Linked DNA regions of Mus musculus: region 1 is linked to region 2. Evidence: chromatin contacts called from public promoter capture Hi-C data. All regions are on one chromosome and are shown on one strand. Each heading gives the region's core, a stretch centred on a gene start, on an enhancer-like site or on the middle of the called end of the contact. The rest is flanking DNA. Distances are from core to core; before and after follow the strand shown.

Region 1 (2,927 bases), core at 158-2,657, 92 kb after region 2:
AGCAATTGAGTTACTGCAAGGTGACACTGTGCAGGCCCACAAACTTATTCACAGTCTCCAATTCATTACTGAACAGCACCCAGCTGCTGGTAGGTCAATATGAGTTTGGCAAATCAATTTATTAATAAAAGAATAAATGAGGCCTCTGTCTCTGATGGAGCAGTTTGAAGGTAGACCCAGGTTTAAACCCATTTTGTCCTTATTGAAAGGGCCTCCACTACTCTTTGGTAATTATGTTCAGACAAGTAAAGTCACCTATGATGCTATTGAGATGTTGGTCCTCCTGGATCGTCTAATTTTGTGCAAGCTTAAATTATCTACCGTATCTGTACTGAGAACACAAACAAAATATGTATGTGGGAGGGGCTAGAGAGATGGCTCAGTGGTTAAGAGTACATACAGTTCCCATAGAGGACTCCATTTGGAATCCCAGGACCACCAGGGCTCACAACCTCCTATGAACTCCAACTTCAGAGAATTCCATGCCCTTTTCTGGCCCCTAAAGACAGCGCACTCAACGTGTACCTACCCACCGAGAAACACGCATATAGGCGTAATTACAAATAAAAAGCTTTAAAAAATATGTATATAATGAAAATTTAAAACCTCAGCAATCAAATAATCTTTTGTTTTGTGTTTTTTTGTTGTTTTTTGTTTGTTTGTTTGTTTTTGAGACAGGGTTTCTCTGTGTAGCCCTGGCTGTCCTGGAACTCACTTTGTAGACCAAGCTGGCCTCGAACTCAGAAATCCACCTGCCTCTGCCTCCCAAGTGCTGGGATTAAAGGCGTGCGCCACCACTGCCTGGCTCAAATAATCTTTTAATGCAGTCATATAAAAATCAAAATGAATACTAAGAGATCCATGATACCAAACTAAATAAAAACAGGATCACAAACAGTGTTCTCCATGGAGCCGTTTACAACCTGACCAAAATGGAAGAGAGGAGAAAAAAAAAAAAGGATACTGGTTTGGATAATTTTCTCATTTTGAGTCTTTTTCTGTTACTTTTTTGTTTTTAATGATTGTACTGAAACAATCTCTTGCTTTCTGAATTTTGTTGTACGCCCATACATTTTGTCCCAGAGGCAAATAAGTGCCCCACTCTAGACCCCCTCACCCCGCAAAGAGGATGCAGGATGCAGCAAAGCGCAAGCCACGGGGTTCCATGTCTAGGGCACACACAGCTCTACAAACCACAGGCACTCACCCGCTTAGCGCCTTTTAAGTCTCGCGAGAAGATACTCCCAGCGAGTCCAATCCAAGCCCCGTGCAGCTCCTTCCCGCGCATTTAAGCCCCACCAGGCCAATCATGGAGCCACCCTGTTACACAGCCAATAGGAGCTCTCCTCGAGCGGTGGGTGGGCCTCCGGCAGCCGTTACCCGCTAAACCCTGGGACACTACTCCTTGGAAAGTAGAGGAGGAGAGAGCAACCTGGAGGAGAGGTTGACAGCAGGGACACAGACGACACTTACGGTGAGCCCGGAATGGAGGCGAGACACCCTAGCCTCACCCACACCCTGGGCAACAGGGGCCGGTAGGAGCCTGTTCGGACCTATGCTGCCCTGCAGCAAAGTGCCCGCTCAGTTGCATTTTTTTGATCCCACCACCACGGTAGTAATTTGCTCTTGCAGGCTGGCCTGGAAGTCACCCTATGCATCGACACACCTATTGGTTAGGTGCTGGGCATGGAACCCAGGGGGCTCCTTCATGCTAGGCAAGGGTTCTGCCACTGAGCCAGGTCCCCAGGCTCGCCACAAGCACTGTGAGAGTGACTAAAGAGACAAGTGGGCACTCAGTGACAGTGTTGTCACTGAGGTCAAAGGTTGTTCTCTGGCGTCTGCACACACATGGTGCACATACAGACACGCAGGCACACATCAGTACACGTATCTGATTAAAAAAGAAAAAAAATGACTATGCTAGTTCTGGTAAAAGAAAAAAAAAACATGCTGGTAAGTCTTGCCTTTTTCCTCACATCATAAGATAAAATCCTGGGTTTATCTCTTGATTATAAGGATTCATCAGCAATCCACACCTGTCATTTTCTTTGAGGAGAAGTTTGTAAATAGAGATTTAATTTCCTTAGGTGCTAAGAGACCATTGAAGAGTTGTCAGATTTGTTAGAGAAAGTGTTTTAATCCTCTATTATCGCTTTAATATTGCCAATAGGTTAGTGGTTTATGTTTTCTCAGACCAAGTCTTATAAAGAGTATCAATTCCATTTGTTTTTAAGAAACAACTTTTGTCTTGTTTGCATGCACGATTGCCCGCAGAGAACAGAAGAGGCCATCAGTCCTGAGCTGGACTTTGGTTCTGAGTCACCCACTGTGGGTGCTGGGAATCCCACTTGCACCGTCATAGAGCAATAAGTGCGCCTAACCACTGGGCCGTCTCTCCAGCACATGCCTGGTTTCTTGTTTCTTCAGAACCTTCAGGCATTTCTGGTAAATCTTTTGTAGTGAAAGGATTCAATACTATTTTCTATTGATGGTGTGTGCTGGTTCTTGAACCCAGGTTTGCTGCATGAGATGTGTTAGGCAAGTGGTCAGTCTACCACTGACTTAGAGTGCCCAACCCCTAAAGCTGTAAATGAGTGCTATTTTAGCTGCATACTACATACTAAATTTCAAAATGTTTTATGATTTCCATTGTGATTTATTTCACCCAGAGACTTTTATGAATGTGATGCTTCATTTCCAAATCTTAAGGAAGTAACATCTTTTATTGTTTTGGTTTTGTTGTTTATTTTGGGTAGACAGGGTCTTAGGATGTTGCTCTGACTGACCTGGAATTCATTCTGAGATTCAGGCTGGCCTCAGATTCATCGAGTTCTGCCTCCTGAGTGTAGATAGATACTAACGCATTCACTACACATCCAAGAACATAAACATATTTAGGCTTATTGCCTTGCCATAAAAAAATCTAG
Region 2 (2,868 bases), core at 185-2,684:
CCCCCATAGAAATTCCACAGCCCTTGCCGTTACGGTGTTATCCAAAACTATTCTCTCTGATTGATAGAGCTTTGTTTGTAAACTGTGATGCTGAAACCAACTGCTGGGAGCAGGTCTTCTCCTTCCCAGGAAGTTTTCCTCATCTGAAACACTTCACCAAAGCTTGGTACCCATTTTCTTTCGGCCTGCATAGTACTCCTCAAACTAGGTCCCCTTCATCCCTTTGGTCCAGGCCATCCTGCCCCCTAGAACTCGTCTTTCTGTGTCTACTCTCTGGTCTACCCAGTCCTTCGAAGCACTACCCAGAGACTTAGTACCAGAATGCTGCTGCCCCACATGTGCATAAGCCAGCGCACACTGGTTCCTTGTTACCAAAAAAGCGTGTCAGCCGGGCTCAGATGTGACTGGCTTCTCTAGATCTTTCTGGAGTCTCCAGTACAGAGAAACAAGGCAGGGGGCCCTCTGATTTTCCTTTTGAGCCCGAAGAAGGCTCTTCTAGGGTGGAGAAAACAGGTCACCCAGGCCATGTGCTCCTGTCCATAGCGCACAACACTGGAACCTTCTGGTTGCTTGCCCGCTTGGCTTTAAGTTTAAATCAGGGGTGCTCCTGCCCAGTGGACGTGGAAGGCGCGTGCTGCGAGTCGGGTCACTGTCCAGCGTGGATACTAGTTCCTCGACGCTCCCTATCGGATCGCGGCTGTCACCTCCGCTTGATTCTCGCTCCTGTCCAGCGTGGTCATGGGCGGTAGCTTTGTGGTCCCCAAAGCCGTGCCGGCTCGGAAGACAGTAGTGACGGGCGCAGCTGCGCTCTGGCAGAGGCTCATGCGGTGTGGTTCCAGCTAAAGCCACGCGTGTCCTAACCGAAGGCGCGCCTCCCTAGGCCTGGGCTGGTCTCCCGCGCTGACTCAGCTGGGGACGGCCAGGGCGTGGCCAAGGGTGGGGTCCCCAGGGTCTTTCCCTCAGTCTTTCCGGTGTCTGCCGCAGGGACTGGGTGGTGATTGATGGCACAGCAGCTTGCTGGCCAGGAGCGGTCTGGAGGGGAGGGAGGCGGTTCCGGAGGCTCTGAGGCGGTGCAAGAGGAGGAGCGTGGGTGGGGCTACGGAGGAGGAGCTGGGGTCCCGGGTAGGCGGGCCCGAGTGGACCTCATGGTAGGAGTGCTTTGGCTGAGAGTGCCATCGTGGGCGAAGCCGACGACTAAAGTGGCAGAATGTGGCTGCGAGGAAGGAAAGTTGGAAGCAGATGGACACAGGCTGGGTGGAACCATAGAGGAAGGGGTACAACCCCCTGGAAAGAGCGCGGGAAAGGGGCTGGGAAGGAAGGAGAGGCGGGCATAGGGTGGGTGGGGCGTGGGGAGAGGCTGGGCGGGGCTGGGGCGGAGTATGCCCCCGGCTCCTCTCTTGCCACCCCCGCCCCCGGCCGGGAGCCACCTGCGCCCCGCCCCGCCGGCCGCACCCCAGCTAGGGAACCTCGGAGTTGGGCGTCCGAGCGTGTGCGCCCAGGGGATCGTTGAAAGTTCTACTTCTGCCTGGACGGCTTTCCTGGATCCCAGAATGTGGCCTCACTGAGAACCCTCTGCCTGTGGACTAGGGAGCGGGTCTTCCGCGCGAACTCTTGGGTGGGAAGTTGGTCTGCACTTCACTTCGGCAACATGACCAGCCCAGAGGGCGCGCAAAACAAGGAAATCGACTGTCTGAGTCCAGAGGCGCAAAGACTGGTAAGAGGGAGACATGATTCAGACCTGTGCCTGCCAGCAACCGCCGCCTGGGTCCCTCAGTTGGTTCTAAGGTCAAGGACAGTGGCCCCTTCAGCTACCGTGGTGCTGCTGGAGTAGAGGCGAGTGGGCTTGGGCCACTCGAAAATCCTGATATAGGGCAGCTCCTGCCTACCATCAGGTGGTTGGCTGAGTGTAAGGTGTCCGTAGGCGGAGCTCTGAAAAGTACATTTTATGCTCCAATGTTCCTCTCAAGGACGAAAAGGAGAGTGGGCTCTCCCTCCACCCCTAGTGATGGTCTTTAGGCAGGCTTTGCCCAGCTGGCTGGCTCTGGCCAGGACCCAACCGAGGTCTGAGATCTGAGGGTGGTGTAGAGTTTCACAGGGAACTGCTGGTTTGGTGTTTTACCGAGTACAGCACCTGGGTCCTCATCCAGCCGCACCACCTTGCCATGAGTGGCTTGGAGGGTTTACAGGTTCTTGACCTCAGGAACACCTTCCTCTAGGATCCAGGGCCCCAGATCCACTTCGGCGGGTGCCAGAAGCCACTTGTGTCTGGGCAAGGTGCTTACGCATATTTTACTTCCCGAACTTACGTAGGGACAGTGGATGAGGACGACGGTGATTGAAAATTGGGCACCGGGGAGTTGGGGGATTTTTGGTTGTTACAGCCTGTGTAGTTTATAGTTTTGGGGTCTGGGAGTTCAGGCAGGATCCATAACCCAAACTAGCCTTGCTCTCAGGATTCTCATGTCTCAACCCTTCCACTATCGGGCTTACAAGCCTGCATCACCCACCCACCCCCCCCACCCCCGCGCGCCTTATCCATGGCTGTGGTTGCTTATTAGTGGGAATATTTCAAAGTAAATTGTACTCTGTGAAACCATGTATTTTATGGAGTTGATACCAGAGAGAGGGGGAGACCCAAGGTTCCCATTTTAGCAGGCTTTTGTGAGACCTTGATAAAAACTGAGCCTCAGCCACTCATTCTCCAGGTAGGAGTTAATCCTGTAGTTAGTTGGTCTTTAAGGAAGAGTAGTCGAGGCAAGGCTGCTCTGACTGGGGGAGCTTCCTCCAAGTGCTAGGAAGGCTAAGTAAACTTTTATTCCAATGACAGACTTGTAAAATGTCAGTTCCTTGCTGAGAATTGCTGGGCTT

The links. Capture Hi-C pulls out chosen DNA fragments and counts their contacts.
Region 1: a contact with region 2 is called in a promoter capture Hi-C map of liver. The contact joins the promoter of Rbm44 here to the promoter of Lrrfip1 in region 2. A contact is called at or near these places in 1 of 115 datasets of contacts at active chromatin or transcription factors (embryonic stem cells) and 3 of 9 other capture datasets (adipose tissue, liver and pancreatic islet).

The regions. Positions count from the first base shown.
Region 1 is chr1:91,143,696-91,146,622 of GRCm38.p6, forward strand. It overlaps Rbm44 (RNA binding motif protein 44), which reads left to right and starts at 1,408. Exons shown (of 16, transcript NM_001033408.4): 1 at 1,408-1,474.
Region 2 is chr1:91,052,010-91,054,877 of GRCm38.p6, forward strand. Lrrfip1 (leucine rich repeat (in FLII) interacting protein 1) reads left to right here and starts at 1,435. Exons shown (of 25, transcript NM_001310732.1): 1 at 1,435-1,714. The coding sequence starts at 1,649.